Linked DNA regions of Mus musculus: regions 2, 3 and 4 are each linked to region 1. Evidence: chromatin contacts called from public Hi-C, HiChIP or PLAC-seq and Micro-C data. All regions are on one chromosome and are shown on one strand. The core of a region is the stretch at or near the end of the contact, and the rest is flanking DNA. Distances in the headings are between cores, read along the strand shown.

Region 1 (5,109 bases), core at 1,242-3,741:
TGCTGGGACACTTAGTTCCCAGTGAGGGTCAACTTCTTGATTCATGGTATTTTCGCTTTATGTCCCTGTGTGATTGGCAAAGAAAGAAAATATGTATGTCTGGTCTTGTCCTTTTCTGGGCAGGGCACTAACTTCATTCAAGAATGTTCCACCCTCATAATCATCTTCAAAAGCTCCATCTCCAAATACCATCACACTGGGGGATAGAATATCAATATAAGAGTTGGAGGGAACACATACATTTAGTCCATAACCTATCTCATCTTGCTTCTCCAAACCATCTCTTGCTCTCACACTAAAGATCTCCAGTTTGTTGCCTTGCTTGTACTATACTTAGTCTGAGCTCATCACATCTATTTTCTCCTTTTGGTGAGGAACCATGGGAAACACAGATAGTGATTATTGGATTATCCCAATATTCATGACTGGACCATGGGCCTGACATCTGAAAAGATCCTTTAATAAGGCAGTGTCTACGGAATGTGAAGAACCCTGTGCTCTCCTCACATCCTATGTAGTAAATATAACCACACTCTGGCAGGTTAGTGTGGTTAAGTCACTCTTGCCTACAAAGTATAAACATGAAATGAGAGTCAGTACAATTACTCTCACAGATATTAAAAGGTTAAGAATATGTCAAACTCTTGTCACTACTATCAGATGACACCAACTTTCTTGGAATGAGTTGTAATGTGGCTGCTTTGGGGAGATGACATGTGGAGACATTTACTTTTGCTAGGGAAGACTGGGTCAGATGAAGTTTGTGGCTTGAACTACTCAACAAGCTCCATGCAATTCTTTAAAGTAGTGGTTTTCAGTCTGTGGGTTGAGAACCCCACAGGGGTTGCCTATCAGATATCCTGCATATCAGATATTTACGTTATGATTTATAACAGCAGTTATAAATTATAGTTATAAAGTAACAATGACATAATTTTGTTGTTGAGTGGGTCACCATAGCAAGAGGGACTATATTGCAAGGTCACAGCATTAGGAAGGTTGAGAACGACTAATTTAGAGGCTTGGACAATAGTGTTTGGTCTCTGGATATCCATATGCCATTGCACGTGCCTCCTGTAGTCAGACTACACAGTGTTAGAGCCTCAGAGGCATGTGATTGGGCCCATTTATCCCCTTGTTTTCTCCAAGTTTCTGGTAGTTCCTACTAGTGAGGCCTATTTTCCCTGCAAGTTATCTTTTTATGTTTTCTACTAGCTAAACCAACCAACCTCCACCCAGAATCTTGAGTGTCTACAGCCACCTGCATACCCTGCATATCTCAGACAGGTGCAGAGGCTGGCTTGGCTCTTTACTAGAAGGCAGAAGGAGCTTGAGCCTCTTGTCTCCACTGTGAAGAGGTTGGAAAGGATCCATATATCATCTCCAGTGCTTGATGGATTCATTTCCTAGCTCCATTCCAGTTTGCTCAGGAAACCAGTCCTTATAGGTAGGTTTTCTCCTCTCTACATGTTTTCATCTTTAATGAGGATCTCAGCTTTATCTGACCTCTGATGAATTTAGCCACCATGCAATTCTAAGGCCAACCAATGATACACCCTATCCAATCAAATGTTCCTGGCTCCTGATGCTTTCTTTCTCTCATAGAAACAGAGTTTTCATACATTTGGGAATGTGTCCATATTGTTCACTATAAGATTCTCTCTCCACTCTCTGCCCCCTGACATATTCCTCTAGATTTCTAGAAACTTCCCTGATTTCATACACATATATCTTAGGGTTGTTAAGGACAATACATTTAATTCTTCTGTATGCCAGCATTTCCAACACCCATCCTAGACTCTCCTTGTGTCCCAGATCATGTTCCATTCAATTCTGTCAGATCCTGGCTAACCTTATGTGGGAGGGTATCTAAAGTCCTTATTGTGTGCAGACAATTTCTATACATGCAAAATATGTATGGTGGGGAAAGCGACTATAATTTTGTGTATTATGTATAATTTGTGTATAAAAGTATTATGTTGTTACTTCATGAAATGTACCTTGTGATGGACATCAGCTTTACCTATGAGCAGCAATGGGTGTTAAAGTATTTATAGAAACATGCTTATCAGCATGGCTAATCCTGTTAATTCATCAGACAGTTGACTCTGGACCCGTCTCCTCTTTCAACTCCTCCCTTCTGCCTTGACTACAGATTCAACCTTCAGCATCATCTTTTAGTCACCACTGACTCATGGCACCCAACCTTTCCTGCCCCTTGTGCCATCTCTCTACACTTTTCACTTTGTCTCTCCACATTCCCTCATCAAGTGGTCATGTGTTTTTAGGATGCTGCTTTCTCCAGAGCTGCAGCCAGTCATCGGAAAGAGCCAGTTTGAGTAAATGTATGAGCAAGAGCTGACAGAAAAGGACTAGCTACTGTCACAGGGACTTCTCTTTGAATTAGAGAAACTGCTGTCAATATATCTCCATGCAGAGCATACTCACAATAGATGAACTCAGCCTGCCGTTCTGGGAGCACTTCCTGTTTCGTCATACACAGAGCTGAAGCTCTACATGAGCACAGGCTAGGCAGATGACAACAGCTGCTCAAGTTATGACTCATGAACATAATGTCTGCTTTCCATTTAAATGAATGCTTAAGATTAAATACTTGATTTTATTATAACTCATCTTATTATCATTTTACATATCTCCTCCAGAAACCTGTTTTGAAATTTACGTTTTCTTTCGCAGCTCCAAGCAGGAAATTATATTTCTAGATAGGCTGTCTATCTCTCCCTTCTAGAGCCTTCCCAGAGGCACTTTGGTTAGTCTGTAGAAGAAACAGGTCCTGGCAAAATCTCTTTAACTCTTGTCTCTACAGAGGCCTGCACGTTTTCTTGAGCTGATTCAAAATGCTCTTGAAAACTAATGGTGACTTAATTGGATTTGATCATGTTAATAAGATTCTGATCATTTAATAAAAGTTTTTCTAGGTTTGCATTGGACTCTAACACAATGAAATGGATGTTTGGGGAGGATAATAATGTGCTATGTAGAGAATCCAGATGTCCCAGCCCATCACCAGAAATCAGAAAATAAGTTACCAACCATTAGCAGACTGGCTTCATTATGGAGATTCGGTGCTCACAGGCTATCTAGAATTGACCTCCATCTCTGTGCCTGGAGAGTGCATCCTGCCTAAGCTCTGAATATAGAAAGGGGCTTTAATCCATGAAGGAATTTTTTTTTCTATTAAAGCTAGTGTACATTGGAGAACAAGCCATTTGGCTTTCATGAACAAACCCCTTCACACATACAGGCCAGTCATGGCTCTTACCCTCAAAAAACACTCCTAATTCCTCAACTTTCTTCTCTAGACCTACCTGCCTTGTCTGAGACTTTACTCGACAGCTTTTGCCTGCAGTCTCCTTCCAGACTGCTAGCCTGTTAACTATTGAGTAACTGTTTCCAGAATTCCTATTACTCTGTCTGGAACTGACTCCTAAGCAGTGGTTCTCAACCTTCCTAATGCTGTGACCCTTTAATACAGTTCCTCCTGCTGTGGTGATCTCTAACCACAAAATTATTTGTGTTGCTACTTCATAACTGTAAGTTTAGTGCTGTTATGAATCATAATGTAAATATCTGTGTTTTCAGATGGTAACCCCTGTGAAAGAGTCATCCACCCAAGGGTTGGAATGACCCAAAAGCTGAGAACCATTGGTCTAAAGACAGGTTTAGAATACCAGTGTGCACTCAAGGACATGAGATCGGTATGCACAACAACCATTTGTACCTTTACATTCTTTCCATCAGTGTTCACAACACTGTTGGTAAAAGGAAAAATTAAAATAATTCATATGTTCAATGGAATAATATTTAGTGATGAAAGAGTGAAACCCTGGCATTTCCAAAAATACCAATGGGCTTAGATTCATAATTTTAAATAAGTGTCCAGATATGGTAATACAGATAAGACATGAAGTCACTCAGAATAGAAAAAGCTAAGCTCACAGAAGTAGAATATAATCCTGGTTACTGGGGCCTAGGGAGGGATAGAACAAGGAGGAATATAGAGATTGACTAATGGAGACAAAGAGACAGGTGAATAGGTGAAATGCTTTGGATGATATTATAGCCAAAATCAATGTATTGTGACAATGAAATTTGTCAAAGAGAGGATTTGGATGTTGTCATCACGAAGAAGTAGGTTTGAAAAGACAGATGATCTGTGTGTGAAGTGGATATTCAACACTGTGTACATGTACTCAAACATTACTCTATCCCCTAGGAAAATGTGCAATTCTTACCTGTCACTTAAAGGTAAATTAACTTCAATCAAGCTAAATAGAGCTAGCATAGCTTGCTAAACTTCTGTTATACATACATGCACACTATGAGACGCCAGAATGCAGAATGCAGTAGGACTTTGTGCCACACCAATTCACTGAACAATGCATTAGCTGTGATCTTATGAAGGCTGGTAAATAGCAGTAGACAGAAAGTAAATTGTGAGACTGGAGGAACCACCACAAGCTCTCCTGTAGTTTAGCTAAGAAACTTTCAAAGAGCCAATCAAGGGCTGGGGATGGAACTCCCAGAAGAGTGCTTGTCTGGTCTACACAAAGCCCTGTGTTTAACCTTTAGGATGGTAAATAAAAGAGCAGTGGCCAAGAGAATGTTTAGCCTTAGTCAGGGAAGCAGGTCCAGAGCCCTGATCCTGGATGCCTGGAAGGCTAAAGAAATCCTTTTAAACAGATAGGCTAGTTCAACCCATCATCAAGCAGCGACTCATTCCTCCCTCATTCAGTAGAAAAATTCATAACCATTTATGCCTGGCACACATGTCTATGCGCATGAGAGTGAGGACAGGAAAGAGTGGGGAGTCAGAGATGGAAAGTGACCCATTACAGAAAGAGGAGGAAAGACAAGAAAGGGGGCTGATATCCTGAGAGGTGAAGCTAGCCAAAGACATGCCCAGCTATTTATAGCTCATCTCGAGCAGGCAGTCTGGCTGCTGCTATAGTGGCACTTTATGTGGGTTGTCCTCCTGTAAGAAACACCATGGAGATGCAGCTGCCTATGAACTTGCAATGCTCAGAATAAGGCTGGTAATTGGGTCATCTTATTAGCAAGCAACTATCACTAAGCGGTTGAAAGAGC
Region 2 (5,109 bases), core at 691-3,190, 310 kb before region 1:
TAAAAGTTCTAATATTTTTGCTTCATACTGAGAGTGTGGCTTTAGACATGTCACTTAGCCTCTCTGAGCTTCTGTTTTCTTAGTGGGAAGGTGAAGCCTTCTTAGATATGTGCCTGGGTCATAGCAAATGCATAACAAATGTGAGTCATTACTCTGATTAATGAAATGAAGACCTATATCTAAAATCTTCAACAAGCCAAGAGACAACACCAAGGGGTTCGGTATAGAGACTGAGAGTCCTAAGCCAGGGATCATGGAAGGCGGCAAAGCCCTTCTCCTTGAACTTCATGCCGTCGCCATCAGCATCATTCTTAATGGCTGCCTTAGAGTTTCGATTGCTGTGAAGAGACACCGTGACCAACACAACTCTTCAAAAGAACATTTAATTGGGACTGGCTTAGAGGTTCAGAGTTTAGTCCATTTTCATGATGGTGGAAAGCTTGGCAGCCTCCAGGCAGGCATAGCACTGAAGGAGCTGAGAGGTCTACATTGTTCTAAAGGCAAGCAGAAGACTGACTCTTCTAGGCAGTTAGGACGATCTCAAAGCCCACCCCTAAAGTGACACACTTCCTTCAAAAAGGCCACACCTACTCCAACAAGGCCACACCTCCTAATAGCACCATTCCCTGGGCCAAGCATATTCAAAATACTACAATGGCTATCCAGCTCCCAACATCTTGCCTTGGAATCTGCCAGCCTTTCCTATTTATTGTGACTCAAGTTCTTTCTCCCAAGTGCTGCTGGACAATATTTCTTGTGGTGCCAACATGGCCAAGATGCCAATCTGCTGGAAAACCTTCAACGGGGTTCTAGCCCAGCCCGCTTGTATGGATACAGACCTCCTGTGACTGACACCCAGGGTACACTAACGCTAAAGAGTCAACGCTTGAAAAAAACAGTTTGAACACTCCAGCCAACAAGACACAGATTCCCACCCTTCCATTGGCATTCTCCATGGACCACTCATTTGTCAGTGGACATTCAATGTTATTAGCATCTACAAACTGTTCCAATCCCAGGTTACAAATCAGCACTATTGCATTCTTTGTAGCATTCTGAGGGCTGGCTGGAGCTACAAACCACAGCTGCAACTGGTTCTTGTCTTTAAATAAAGTGTTGCCTGGTGATGGGTGTGTTCGAGGCTCTGGATTCTACCCCCCCATCCCCACCCCCAGGACTCCCAATACTGCTAAACAGAAATTCATCTACATTTTGAAAGAAAAGGGAATCGTGCCATTTGCTTGGAGTCTAAAGTTGTCAGCCTTAAGTTTGAATCTCAGCCACCTGCTAATGTTTGCTGCTGTGGGGTGGAACACTCATCCATTTCAGGAAGAGGATGTCTGGAAAGTAAAAATCGTGATCAATTCAGGAAGTGGGAGGTCAGCCCAGTCCCCCACAAAGCTAGTACGTTTTTTTTTTTTTAAATCTTTGTGAATGTCACTGAGCACGAGCCCCAGTGGCTTGGGCAGCTCTCGGGGAGCAGCCTGGCCCTTGGCCAGCCTAGCACAGAAGGACCAGCCCAGGAAGGGAGGAAGTGACTCAGGGCTGCCCTCTCTCCGACAACAGGACAAGGCTGTAACCTTTTTTTGTGAAAGGACAGGTAAAAATAGCATCAGTACTTCAGGAAGAGCTCAAAATATTTAGATCTTGCCCCTTCTCGTTATGTAACGGAGGGCGAACGATCCAAGGAAGGGCAAGGAATCACCATTTGTCATACTTTAGGGTAGGCTAGTTGCTGTGGATCTTCTACTTTACCACACCCCCAAGGACCCCAAAAAGCTGTTGTTATCATCCCCTTTGGTACACGGGAGCCTGTGGTCATTTGTGGAGGTGAATCATGGATTACGGTGCTGGTAAAGGGCAGATAAGGACCAACCCTGGTGCCTGCGTGTCTGACCACTCACGCTTTGGCAGAGCTTCTGGCCCATCTCCAGTGATGACTAAGGCAAGTGACCATGAACTCCTCTAAGAGCTGGGACTACCCTCTTGTTGTCCTCGGGGCCCTTCGGATCTGCAGTGAGAATGGAACAGAGTCTGGTGCAGGAATCCCTAAGCTCCAGGCCCACGTGGAAAGCTGGATCCTCACTGTAGTGAAGTGTGTTGGAAAATGTTAACGGTGAGACAACATACACCACCCACATTTCAGGAGAAATCTGGCAGTGCCCAACCTTGGATTTGTGAGAGAGCAAGCTGACTCTAGAGAAAAGGCTGAAAATCTGAAATCTACAGATTGGGCACTGTAGACATCCTTTATGATTTAAACAATATCTGGTTTTCTTAGAAAAGTGGCCATTTCCAGACACAGGTTTTAAAAAAAATGTACAAATTGAGACAAGGCAAAAAAAAAAAAAAAAAAAAAGGAAAAGAAACAGAAACAAAGACCAGAGTGCTGAGGTTAAAATAAATAAGTCTATGTGTCAAGGGTGAGACAACTTAAAGAAAAATAATGACAAAATATGCTGAAACATATCAAGTATATAAAAATATACAAGTTTCATTCCATAGTAAAACAACATACTTCAACACAGCCCTTCACAATTCAGTGGTTAACTCCATTTGGAAGTCATCGGGGTACCAACTCATTATTCTGCAGATGGATAAATACGAGTAAAGAATAAAACATTTATCCCGCCTATCTGTGCTCAGTTTATTAAACAACCAGTCAACAACAAGTCTTTTATAAAATAAAAATCTTATTAAATAGACACAGGAGGAATGTTAGAAAATGACCTATTTGCAACACTCATTAAAATAACAGACCTGGGTGATGATCATCAGTAGCTGTTAAAGCCAGGGAATGAAAGTCCATTCCTGGTGACCTGGCTTAGAAGGAGGTACATATGAGACAACCCTCAGCATCCTGCAAGTGGGCAGGTCCACATGTTATGCCTGAAATACAATATAATGCACAAGGCATAGAGCCATCCGGATGGAACCTGTATCTAAGCAGATTCAGTTCTAGCAAGTGAAGGGCTTGGGGGACATGCTAAATCACAATGATTCTTCTTCTCTCTTTGCTGTAGGAAAATGGAGCGTCTGGGCTGGGGACATAGGTCCTAGCCTGTCTTCTGTTGATCCTGTACAGCTCTAGGACTTTATAAGAGGCCAGTGAGGAATTGATTCACTTTCTATCATGATTCAGTGTAATCCACTGTGGGAAAGACAATTAAAGAAGCATCCCACGTGAGTGGGTTTTGGGAGAGGGGGAAGGTTAAGAAAGTCCACCTGCTTGAGGCCCCTTAATAAAAAGAAGAGAAGGTAACCAAGTTGTAAGCATACAGTGTGGTCACATCAGTGTTTAGGTTTTTAGTGCATTTAAAAGATATCCACACATGGTAGCATCACAATGGCAGAAAGTGGGCCCCTATGTGCACTACCCCATCACTTGAACCCAGAGCCCCTTGTAGATTACTGGATATATCTTGGGAATTTTCCCAGCCACAGAAACAATAAAACCAACCTCATCACTCAAAGGATGAGGACAGATGGGTTTCCTACAATGATGACCTCCACAATGAGTGGCCCACCTTAAGCCAACCTCTGCCAATTTCTTTTTTTTTATTTAAATACATTTTATTAGATATTTTCTTCATTTACATTTCAAATGTTATCCCCAAAGTCCCCTATACCCTTCCCCCGCCCTGCTCCCCAACCCACCCACTCCTGCTTCCTGGCCCTGGCATTCCCCTGTACTGGGGCATATGATCTTCGAAAGACCAAGGGCCTCTCCTCCCATTGATGGCCGACTAGGCCATCCTCTGCCACATATGCAACTAGAGACACAGTTCTGTGTGGTACTGGTTAGTTCATATTGTTGATCCTCCTATAGGGTTACTGACCCCTTTAGCTCCTTGGTTCCTTTCTCTAGATCCTTCTTTAGGGGCCCTGCGTTCCATCCAATAGATGACTGTGAGAATTCACTCCTGTATTTGCCAGGCACTGGCATAGCCTCACCAGAGAGAGCTATATCAGGATCCTGTCAGCAAAATCTTGCTGGCATGTGCAATAGTGTCTGGGTTTGGTGGTTGTATATGGGATGGATCCCAGGTGGGGCAGTCTCTGGATAGTACTTTCTTCTGTCTCAGCTCTGAACTTTGTCTCTGTAACTTCTTCCATGGTTATTTTGTTCCCCATTCTAAGAAGGAACGAAGTATCCACACTTTGGTCTTCCTTCTTCTTGAGTTTCATGTGTTTTGTAAATTGTATCTTGGGTAGTCTAAGTTTCTGGGCTAATATCCACTTATCAGTGAGTGCATATCACGTGTGTTCTTTTGTGATTGTGTTACCTCATTCAGGATGATATCCTCCAGATCCATCTATTTGCCTAAGAATTTCAGAAATTCATTGTTTTTAATTGCTGAGTAGTACTCCATTGTGTAAATGCACCACATTTTCCATATCCATTCCTCTGTTGAGGGACATCTGGGTTCTTTTCAGCTTCTGGCTATTATAAATAAGGCTGCTATGAACATAGTGGAACATGTGTCCTAATTACCAGTTGGAACTTCTTCTGGGTATATACCCAGGAGAGGTATTGCTGGATCTTCTGGTAGTACTGTGTCTGATTTTCTGAGGAACCGCCAGTCTGATTTCCAGAGTGGTTGTACCAGCTTGCAATCCCACCAGCAATGAAGAAGTGTTCCTCTTTCTCCACATCCTTGCCAGCATCTGCTGTCACCTGAATTTTTTATCTTAGTCATTCTGACTGGTATGAGGTAGAATCTCAGGGTTGTTTTGATTTCCTCTGCCAATTTCTTACAAATGACCTTGAGTGCTCTTAGGAAAGACTTTTATCATTTCATACTAAATGGCATCCTTTCTAACAAACCGAAATGCTTCTTCCAAAAATTCTCTTGCTACTTTGGCTTTTCATTCTGTACGGTCACTGGTATCAGAAGAAAACACAGTTTGTGCTCCTTTGTTTGCTTTTCACTGACATTTAAAACATCATTTTTTTTTCTAGTTAGGTGTGGTGGTGCATATCTATAATCCCAATATTCAAGAGGTAATGGTGAAACAATAGTGAGTTTGAGGCCAGCCCAGGCTATATAATGAGACCTAATCTCAACCTATATACCCACACAAATATTTCCTAATATAGACTAGAGT
Region 3 (5,109 bases), core at 1,087-3,586, 300 kb after region 1:
TTCCTGTTTGTGTATCAACATGTACTTTATCAACACGCCACCAGAGTAAAAGAACACCAGTGGGTTTACAGATTCTTAGTGTTGTGTGTTCTACAGACTTTGACTTGATTCAACACCTGGCACCACATCACAGAGTAACTGCAATGCCCAGAAAAATTCTCTGTGCTTTGCTTATTTACCACCACCACCCTTGTCTCTTTTAACCCTAAGTACCCTCTGTCCTTTTCTCTGTACCCATACTTTTGCCTTGTCCAGAGTTTTATATATTTAGAATCATGTCGTCTGTCTGGAGACCTTTCAGACGGGCTTCTTTGACTTGTTTAAGTTTTCTTTATGTCTTTGTATGACTTCTTAACTCAGTCCCTCTCACCACTGAGTAACGCCATTACCTTTACTTGCTACATTTTATCCATTCACTTCTTGATGAGCAACTTAACTGCTTCCACGCTTGAGCAGGCCAGAATAAACCTGCTGATAGCATCAATGGTCTGATGCTGGTTTATTGTATGAGCTTCAGCTTTTACCATCTTTGGGTCCAAACCTCCTGAAGAGTTTGTCTGTTGGGTGGTGAGAACATGCTTGGCTTTGTGAGAAGTTGCCAAACCATCTTCCAAAGGATGCAAGGCAGTGACGAGCCCTTGACTGAAATAACCTCATCCTCTAGGACGGGCAAGTTTCCTTGCAGAGTCACATGGAAGGATGGACTCCAGCATCTCTTCTACTTAGATCTTTCTGGCCAGTTTTTTAAATGCCTTGGTCCAGCTCTCCCTCACATTTGGGCCACATCAGTTTCGAGAGCTAGATCTTATGATTGGCCATGGAAGCACCACCCTTTTCCTGACAGGGCAGGAAACTACCCTCCTGTTTCACCTCACCAGCCAGAACCTCTGACCCTCTGGATTATTCGTCTGGTATTAATACAATGGGTTAAATATAATACCTTCTGTGGTATTAGAATACATCATCTTCCTCCAGGAAAGCTGGAGGATATATAACACTAGGAGATAGTTGTGAGTGTGCGTGTGCAGGTGCGGGTGTGTCCCAGCCAGAGTGGAGGCTCTTGCAGCCCACGTTGCATATCATATGAGAGCTACTATCCTGTGTTTGCTTACTCCTATGGACTGGTTTTCAGGACTCACCTGACAATGAGGGTTTCATAAGGCTCCTCCCCCTTAGCAGCCAGAACTATAAGCTCTGCCTTCCCAGAACTATAAGCACGCCAGCATCTTGGCTTAGCTTTTAAGCCTCTTGACAGCTGTGTTTATTTGGCTTCTTGGCATCTCACTCTTCACGTGCACAGCTTAAAGACTGAGAAATGGTTTGGAGAAAAAAAATGCATACTGACTCCATTTTCTTTGGTTCCCATCTCGATGTGTTTATGGTCCATCAAGTCCTGGCAACCTTGCATCCTGAACTCCAATTTTTTTGACGGAGACAAGCAAGGAACTGTCACTCTGTTTTGATTCTATACCCCAGAGGCCGTTGCATGGCTCAACAAATGCTCCCATGACACAAGAGGAGCTCTAAAGGACTCACTTGGCTGCATTGCCCTCCTATGCCATTCTGGTCCCTCTAGAGTCCCGCATCTTCGATTGCATCTTTGATGCTCTCAAGCTACTAGTTCATACTTTTTTAATTCAGCCGTTGGTTTTTTAGTACAAGGCTTTTTTCTGCTCTCCTCCTTCAGAGCCAGAAATGGAAGCCCTCCCTCTCTGTTTTTCCCCCAAGAAATAAAGCAGGTGGCACATTCTCTTATTTGATAAAAATGTCTTTCTGGTGGCTTTAAATGTGAAAGCTAATTTAACAAACAGCAAACATTCACGGTTCACAAATAACACCTTTTCTTAAAAAAAAAAAAAAAAAAAAAAAAAAAAAAAAAAAAAAACAAACCTGTAGCTTTGCTCTATCTTTAATTTGGCCACTTAATGTTTCAGAGGAAAACTCTAATGGAGGCTCAGTTTTTTGATCTTTGTAGCAGGTATAACAGGTGTTAAAATTAATTCAATTAAACCTAGGAGCAAAGCAATGAGAACGCATTTGATAAGCTACCAGTCTCTGCACAGGTTTTCAGAATAGAAGGTAGAGAGGAATTGCTCAGTCCTAGAACCGCAGCTACCACTGAGGAAGAGGTTGGTAAGGGTGTGAGTATGTGAGGGGGGGGGCGGGGGGGCGGGGTGACTCTGGGAGGGGGCGAGGAGGATGCTAGGAATGCTGGGCCCCACAACTTCCTTGTCACCAGCTGTTTCCGATTCAGCTCAGCGTTGGGAGGTGAGATGAGAAGCCTCTTCAGGCACCTTGAGATGTTTCCACCTTTTCCTTTCTTCAAGCAGAGTCACACCCAGCTCTGCCAGGTCCGGAACTCCACCTCTAACTCCACAGAGCTCAGCCCTGCCTAGAGCACTGCCTTTAGCCTCCTTCTCCGCCCTCCACCTTCCAGGTGCAGGCATTTCAGTCAGGAGCCACCATGCCCAGCTCTACTTAGAGATTAAGGGAATGTTCCTGCTATGGTCTCTTATTTATTAGCATTTATTGAATGACTGCGCTTACAAAAAATGGTCTCAATGAAACGAGGTCTGCACAGAAAAAATAAATAAGATAAGGAAAAAATAAGGACATATACAAAGATTGTGACTCTGGGTGAATTCTTTTGTTTATTTCACCAAAATTTAGAAATACCTGCATTACCTTTTTAAACAAACAAACAAACAAACAAAACTATTTCTAGAGACCATCTCCATACACAACAGTGTGCATGGTATGTAAGTGTGTATTTTTAACTTACATTTATGCAAAAACAATCCGTGTGACAAAAAAAAAAAAAAAAAACCTGGCACAGCCCTCCCCCACGCTCCCCCACCCTTTCCCACCCTCCCCATCCCCTCCCCCACTCAGGAACAAAAAGCCCCTCAGTGTTCTTATCTAATAGTGACTTCTCCTGATATATCTGTATCATATTTTCAAGAAAAGGCCGGTTTCTGACCTGTGATAGGCCTACCTATGTGTTGGGTAGATCCAGGTCCACACCTTGCACCTGTGTGCCTCTGGTCCCCTCGAGAGCGCAAAGTTAGACCCGCCCTCATTCTGCCCCTTCCTGTGCCCGGGTGTTGGAGTCCTTTCCTTTCAACTTATCCCTTCCCCATGTCTCTCCCTGAGCCCCGGTCTCACTCACAGCCCCACTAGCCCGGCCCTTGGCCCACATTAGACTCTTTCATCTCCATTTTGTGAGTTTATCCCCGCAGATCCCTGCAAACTCCTGGAGGTCAGAGCTGAGCACCTCTGTGTTCCTTTTTCCAGGCAGGTTGTCTACACATGCTATTAAACTAGACAGGCGCTCTTCCTCATCCCTCCTTTCCCACTCGCCCAATGCTCAGAAATCAAACAAAGCCAGAGGGACCAGGACACGCCCTGGAGGAGCAGGAGGGGACCTGGGACCAGCTTCTCCTGTCTATCAGTAATTAGAGCGGTGGGGGAGGGGCTGCCCTTGGCACAGACAGGTCCTTAAAGGCTGCTGCCCCAGAAACTGCCTTCAGATCGACAGCCAAGGGAATCGCGATGAAAAATTCATCAGCTTCTTACTTTCCGCGGCCCAGCTGCGCCTAGCAGATGACCTCGGCGGGGACAAGCCCGCTGTGAGACACCGTCTGGTCGCTTCGAGGGGGCCAGCCCAGGCCTGCCGGGGAGCACTGCACCGCTGGGCTTTGTGCGTGCGCCATGAGCACGCGCCTATGAGGCCTAGAAGTACCACCGAGGTTTGACTGCTGGGGACCAGAGACAGTCATCGGACCTTTTGGTGCAAGCTACTGGGAGCCAGAGTGTCACTCTCTAGCAGGCGCCTGCGGTCCATCTTGCCCATCATACACTGTCCTACACAAGGCGCGACCTACTAGTGGAAGCAATACCAATTGGGTGGGCACCTGGGATCGTGGAAGCCCTGTAAGCTATAAAACTTCTAACCCTGGAGACTGGTCATCCTAACTAGACCTTACTTTCATGCCACCACCTCCCACCTTTGCTGGCCCCAAGCTGCCTCCTGAAGTTCTGGATGGGGTAGGTTCTCTTGAGCTGGGGTGGCCTGGGAGGATGACAGAGATCCAGTTGGGGAAATGCTACTGAGTTGCAGGTTTCTGGAGGCCTCTCCAGCCCCTGCCATCTGGGCACTGCACAGACAGACGCTGCGTGGGTCCCTAGAGCTTGCCACCTCCGCGCCACACTGCCAGCCATGCCGCTGCGGCTGCAGAAAAGCCTCACGTCCGAGATTGCTGGACCGTGGGTGGGGGTAGGGAGCGCAAAGCGAGACTAGGCGCGGGAGGCGGGGGAGCGGGGGGCCACTCCTGGACTCTGAATTTTAAAGTTGTTTTCTTGCAATCACACTTTAATATGCACCGATGTCTGGTCTGCGGACCACGCAATGTAGTGAGATGCCATGTTGGCCTCTTTGGAATCCGCAGTAGGTTTTTTTGTGCTGTTCTGCTGGGGAATCAAATGTGGTGATTAGGGAAGTTTTATATTCAGGTCAGGCTTTCCCAGGACTAGAGAATGTACTACAACTTAGGCCAACATCGCCATCTGGTGGTATCATCGAGGGACTCGAGCAGGTGTGGGGAGACCAGAGGAATGATGTCATGGTCTGCAATTTTTTTCTTGAGGGGCGGGATGCTGGCTGGCTGCGGATCTAGTATTGCCTGATGCATTGTTTCTCGGATTTGGGGTTTTGCTGTTATTCACAGGTGAATCACCAAGTAAGCAAGGGTCCTTCCTAAAACTAATACCTTACATTTCACCCCATTGCAGAATTGAATTTAAACCTAAAAGACCCAATGGCTTTGACAGTCTTGAAGCAGGACTCCTTATGTGATCTTTCCTGGGTCCGTCTAAGTTGTTCACTTGACAGCCCCTCCCCGAGGTGTTTCTCCCTCCGGAATTCAACTGCAGAATCATCTGTGTGTTCAGAGCCCGCTTGCATTCTTCTGAGTTTCCATTCCTTCAAGACTAAGGAACAGGCTTCACACTGCCTATAAGCATAGGGTCCCATCTTCAGAGGCATCTCCCTGGCTCCCTTAGTCACTCCTCTGTTCTTTGCTTTACCAGATCTGGATAGAAAAGCCAGCT
Region 4 (5,109 bases), core at 1,163-3,662, 280 kb after region 1:
ACAAAACTAGCCAGTACAGAGGGTGATCTGGGCACACCATAGACACTACCTGACACAAGCAACAAAGATTGAAATTAATGAGACAGTCTTCCCATTTGTAAAATGAGGCTACTTAACTACCCACCACTTCAGTGTTCTTATCTGTGAAACCTGTAATGTAGTATTAGCCATGTGCCATATAGCATTTGAGTTGATGATGGGCCCCCATAGACAGGATCCCATAAATCATAATGACAATGATGATTTGTTCCTTTAGCCTGGTGACATTACATGTTTCCTTACCTGGCTTCAGCACTGTTGGTATCAGCATACCTACCACTCTGGTGGCCAATCATAGAAAGAAAATGACTCCTAGTGACACATTGCTATCCCCACAGATCACTTCATCGATCAGCCCTAATCTGGAAGCTTCTTCTTGCAGCAGGTGGGAATTAACACAGAGACCAACCGGACAATGTGCAGAGAGAGACCTTGGAGAACTCATCTCTATATGGGATGCCTTTATCAAAGTCTTCACTCAAGGCTCAGGAGACTATTCAGATGAGGAGACAGAAGGAGTGTAAAAGCCAGAGGTGTCTGATGACTCACTCTAAGGGAAAGAGCATCCTCCAGACACAATAGGGCTGATAAACATGAACTCACAGAGACTGTGGCAGCATGCGTGCACAAGACTTGCAAAGGTCCAAACCAGACCACACACCACCACTGAGAAGAAGTGAAGACAAAACCCCTCCCCTAACCAAAAAGCTGTTTGTAATTGATACCTGCTGGGAGAGGAAAAGTCAGTTATCTTCAAAGAACCACACTCCAGGGCAGATCCCATGCCCAGAAGAAGGTGACCAACACAAAACAGACTCTGTGGGCTTTTAAGGTGATGTGTGTTTAGTTCCAGAATCTTTTGTTTGTTTGTTTGTTTGATTGATTGATTGATTGATTGATTGATTGGTTGGTTGTTTTTTGTTTGTTTGTTTTTCTGTTTTGAGAGAGAGAGGCAGAGGCAGAGGAGAGAGAAAGAGAGAGAGAGAGAGAGAGAGAGAGAGAGAGAGAGAGAACATATAGAGAGGTGGGGAGATCCAGGAGAAATTGGGGAAGGGAGATAATATGATCAAAAATGTTGTATGTAAAAATTGTTTAATAAAAGCAGCATAGTGACACATGAAATAACAGAAAGCATGTAGTATTTGATCATGATAACAACCAATTAATTATGTGGCTGGCTTGCTGTTTATGCATTTATCTGTATTTATTGGGTTGTTTATGCAATTGATAATAGCGTGTTTTTCTTGGTCATGTGGAGAATACCCCTACTTATTTAAAGAGTGTTGATTGTGAAAGTGCACCCTGGGACGCTGGCAACAGCTCCCCCAGTCTTGTCTTTGCTGTGTCTCTGTCGCTTTAAGTGGCCATATTCCCTGACTGACCTCCAGCATCTAGGCTTGTGTAAGAGATCCACAGGGTTTTCACACAGGAAGTCACCTGAATTTGATGGTACATCTCTCAGGACCTGTTTTAATTGTTAGTCAAAAAGTGACTGCAATGCTTGTATCCACATCAGACAACTCAGAGAGGGCATTTTTTTAAAGACCAGAAATATCAGCTCCTTAATACATATACAAATAAGACAGCAAGTACCTTTGGCTGGGCCTGTGGCTCTGGCTGAACAAACTGGTTCACCAGATGAAGATTTCTGTAAGGCAAGAGGGACTTGGGTAATCTGTGAGGACTTTAAAAGCACCTTCAATAGCGCTAAAGCATTTTGTTGGATAAATTTCATAAGGATCCACATGGCAGCTCCTACCCATTATAACTTCAGTCCTATGGGGATTTGAGACTCTCTTCTGGCCTCCCTGGGCACCAAGACCTCAAGTGCTGTGCAGAGTTACATGCAGGCAAAACACCCATACCCCTAAAATAAAATGGGGGGGGGGATTTTAGAGGAATCTCAAGAACTCAATTTTGTAATTTCCCTAAACTTCAGCATCTGACACATGCCTTTTAAAGCATCATCAAACTCCATCAAAACCAGTGATTTTTACATTCTTAAATATTGGTGGATGTCTTGTAAGATGCAATCATAACAGAATCTGTTAAGCATTGTTGTTGTTGGGTTTTTTTTTCAACCTTGAGTCTGTAGTGGGCTCTGCCCTATTCATCTCTCAGACACAATTACTGGCGAGCTTTTAATGCAGCCCACAGCTGCTTACAGGCACCAACCTGCTATTCTACTAGCTGCCTGCTGAGCTGAACTAGGAGCCAGAAGGGAGTCATTTTGATGGCATTTGAGTAGCACAAAATGTGAGTTTTCTCTTGAGAGGGCTTTTGAGAATTAGAGGGAGTTAGTCATAGTTTCCAGTGTGAGTATTTTAACAGTTGTGAAATTATGAAGGGCTGACTCAACAATTCCAGTGTTGCAATATGTCACTTCACTGTCTTGTTACTTAAAATTACATGCTTCAGGAGACGATGACTTTTAAAAGAACCCAACCAAGTCTGGAAAGAAAAGTGAGATATGCAGACAAAGCAAGGGGAAAATTATAAGATTGCCAAACACTTAGGAAGCTACTTAACAATCCCGAGCTCATCTAATATGTTTCTTTTTCTTAAATAGCATGTTTCTCTTCTCTGTGAATTATATAGTAGAAGCACACTTATTAAACAGTGATTCCTTTTCAGTATACAAAACCAATCCAAACTGGATTGAATATGTTACTAAATTTCTAAATCAGTCACCTCCTCAGTATCCTTTTGGGTAGGTTTAAAAAAAAAAGATGAATAGATTATCATCAGACAAAGATGATTAAGCCTATTCAAGAGGACTCTTAGGCTGTTGCTCAGCCTCTTCATTAGATAACTCCTCATTAACTACCCTAAATGAGCTACAAATAGCTATCAGGTCCTGTCCTTTATATTTGAAAATTAGACCCTTAGTAAGCAGATGACTCTTGAGGTATTTTCTAAGGATTTGAAGTTTTTCAAGCATGCCGCTATATTTCCCCATTCAAAATCATATACTCATAACACAGCTAGCCAGGGTTAAGAGGAAGCAAAAAAGAATCCAAAAGAGATGGTTCTAATGAGCTTGGTTTCTTTAACACGGTGTGATAATTAGGTAGTCCAGCCAGAGCAAAGGCCACACTGGGAAAACTTGAGATTATAAATAGCTCCACGAAATGTTAAATGCAAATCTAGAGGAGGCATTATCCTTTCAGGAAGCATTATCCTTTCAAGAACTGAACAAACTACAGAGTAGGACATGTCCTTGCATGAACAGTCAGGAGCTATAAAGAAGGGGGACTGGGGCTGAAGGGACAACTTAGCCTTCAGAGCACTCACTGCTCTTGAACAGTTCAAGAACAATGCACCCATGTCAGACTTCTGCTCACAACCACCTGGGCATCTAGCCCTAGAAGATCTAACTCTTTATGCTGGTGGCCACTGGCACTCAAATGCACATGTGCACACATAGACATATCATGATCTATGGAAACCTACTATTGTGTGAGCTTCAAAAACATGTACACAAACACATACACATATACATGTATAAAATAAGTGGAATTACCCTATACCTAGGGACAAAACATCTTCCAGATGCCATAAGTTATCAAAAAAAAAAAAAAAAAAAAAAACAAGAAAACAGCGTCCAGTGTAAATTGTGTCTCTTCATGTTGGTAATAAATCTCATAGACACCCCCTCACCAAAACCAAAATAACCTATGCCATCAGTCTTTGTTACCCTCCTAAACTTGATGGTAAGATCCTGTTGCTGAAAATACTTGAGCCATAGAACACGGAGAAATCAACTGATACTGCCCTGAATACTTCATCCCTACTGGCTAGCAGTCATGGAATCAGAGGCATTGTCCATATTACTGTGGGAGAAAAGTAACGGTTTACTCAGCTGTGACTCCTGTAAGCTACAGCAATGACCAGCCTGGCAGCCACTAAAACACAATAGTGTAATAGTGGCATGAATGTCTCTGGAGTAGCAAACCATTTTCTGATTGTATTTGAGGTCTACCCCACAAGATGGAACTCATGCCTACTGCAGTTAACTGAGCCAAAAACCTAGGGCTTAGTGTATCATAAGCTCTAGGGAAGAACCTATTACAAATATTCTAATAAATGGACATAGTATAAATTGTCCCCAAACATTTATCTTTATACCCATTGATTCGTGTGGCTCTCCACCATCATCAGAGAAGCTACTTTTGCAGGAGATGATGTTGAATACAGAGACTCACACCTGGTGGTCAAAGTGCAAAGAATAAGAGATTGTGGAGTTATCAGCCCTAAATAGGAAACCTATAGCACGTTCTGTTTCCCAGTTCTCAAGGATTATCATGGAAGAGGGGGGCAGAAAAAAACTGAGATCCAGAGGTAGCAGTAGATCACTACAGAGAAATAGTAGCCAAATTCCAGCATGGAAGGCAGAGGGACTTATTAGAGCTAACTCCTAATTGAGGAGCTATTGGCAACTGTGGCTGGTGTGGGTACGAGAATCGGTTTTCTTCATCTGTGGCACCTGTCATGTGACCTGTGTTCCACTGGATGACTCCTCACCTGGGCACACGCAGGCACCGATGAGAAGACTCAGTAGGGTTAGGAAAAAAAAGAGTAGATGAAATTGGGAATTTCTTCTGGGTACAACTTGCATGGGTCTTGTTCATATAGTCACAGTTGATATTAGTATATGTGTGCAGCAGTCCGGTTATATCTGAGAAGCATGGCTTCGCTACAGTCATCTATTAGCTCGTGTTCTTAAGATCTTCCTGCTCCCTTTTCCATGATGATAGCTCAGCCTTGACAGGAGGAGATAGATATGACATAGATGCTCCATTTAGGACTAAGCTTTCCACAGTTAATCCTCTGCACTTTGACCAACGTGATTCTCTATAGTAATCACCCTCTCCTGCAAGCAAGAAGCATCGATAATGAGAGCTGCGTGCTGTGCTGCTTTATGGGTATAAAGATAAGTACTTAGGAGGCAGCTTAGTACTCTGTCCATTTAGCAGAATAATAGAGTTGGTTCTTTCCTAGGGCTTATGGGCTATCAGGTCATGAGTTCTTGGCTCAGTTAAAAGTAACAGACATGAGTTCCATTTCATG

The links. HiChIP or PLAC-seq counts read pairs in DNA pulled down with a chosen protein or histone mark. Hi-C and Micro-C count contacts between places; a contact is called where the count stands out from the background.
Region 2: a contact with region 1 is called in a Micro-C map of muscle stem cells, with 8 times the contacts expected there. The contact joins two enhancer-like sites. A contact is called at or near these places in 2 of 484 Hi-C or Micro-C datasets (the N1E-115 cell line and muscle stem cells) and 2 of 115 datasets of contacts at active chromatin or transcription factors (CD8 T cells and pancreatic cancer cells).
Region 3: a CTCF HiChIP or PLAC-seq map of CD8 T cells shows a contact between it and region 1, with 7 read pairs. The contact joins two enhancer-like sites. A contact is called at or near these places in 2 of 15 datasets of contacts at CTCF or cohesin (CD8 T cells and the NIH/3T3 cell line), 14 of 484 Hi-C or Micro-C datasets (the C2C12 cell line, the HL-1 cell line, the N1E-115 cell line and 10 more), 9 of 115 datasets of contacts at active chromatin or transcription factors (CD8 T cells, Th17 cells, embryonic fibroblasts and 5 more) and 1 of 9 other capture datasets (embryonic stem cells).
Region 4: a contact with region 1 is called in a Hi-C map of bone marrow-derived macrophages, with 34 read pairs. The contact joins two enhancer-like sites. A contact is called at or near these places in 2 of 15 datasets of contacts at CTCF or cohesin (CD8 T cells and the NIH/3T3 cell line), 13 of 484 Hi-C or Micro-C datasets (the C2C12 cell line, Th1 cells, adipose-derived mesenchymal stem cells and 8 more) and 5 of 115 datasets of contacts at active chromatin or transcription factors (CD8 T cells, Th17 cells, acute myeloid leukemia and 2 more).

What each region holds. Positions count from the first base shown.
Region 1 is chr13:37,008,465-37,013,573 of GRCm38.p6, forward strand. All of the region lies in intron 3 of F13a1 (coagulation factor XIII, A1 subunit), which reads right to left. Among named protein-coding and RNA genes, the nearest start is that of Gm30240, 22 kb to the left of the region's middle. Within about 2 kb of position 2,492, at least 36 of the 459 cell types and tissues checked have an H3K27ac peak or open chromatin away from gene starts, as enhancers often do. A contact at or near this core is called in the C2C12 cell line, CD8 T cells, Th17 cells and 3 more, where this site is marked.
Region 2 is chr13:36,694,576-36,699,684 of GRCm38.p6, forward strand. No RefSeq gene overlaps it. Among named protein-coding and RNA genes, the nearest start is that of Gm38636, 19 kb to the right of the region's middle. Within about 2 kb of position 1,941, at least 58 of the 459 cell types and tissues checked have an H3K27ac peak or open chromatin away from gene starts, as enhancers often do. A contact at or near this core is called in muscle stem cells and pancreatic cancer cells, where this site is marked.
Region 3 is chr13:37,308,180-37,313,288 of GRCm38.p6, forward strand. No RefSeq gene overlaps it. Among named protein-coding and RNA genes, the nearest start is that of Gm40913, 23 kb to the right of the region's middle. RefSeq lists an enhancer at 2,787-5,109. Within about 2 kb of position 2,337, at least 27 of the 459 cell types and tissues checked have an H3K27ac peak or open chromatin away from gene starts, as enhancers often do. A contact at or near this core is called in CD8 T cells, where this site is marked.
Region 4 is chr13:37,288,504-37,293,612 of GRCm38.p6, forward strand. No RefSeq gene overlaps it. Among named protein-coding and RNA genes, the nearest start is that of Gm30600, 42 kb to the left of the region's middle. Within about 2 kb of position 2,413, at least 68 of the 459 cell types and tissues checked have an H3K27ac peak or open chromatin away from gene starts, as enhancers often do. A contact at or near this core is called in the C2C12 cell line, Th17 cells, bone marrow-derived macrophages and 1 more, where this site is marked.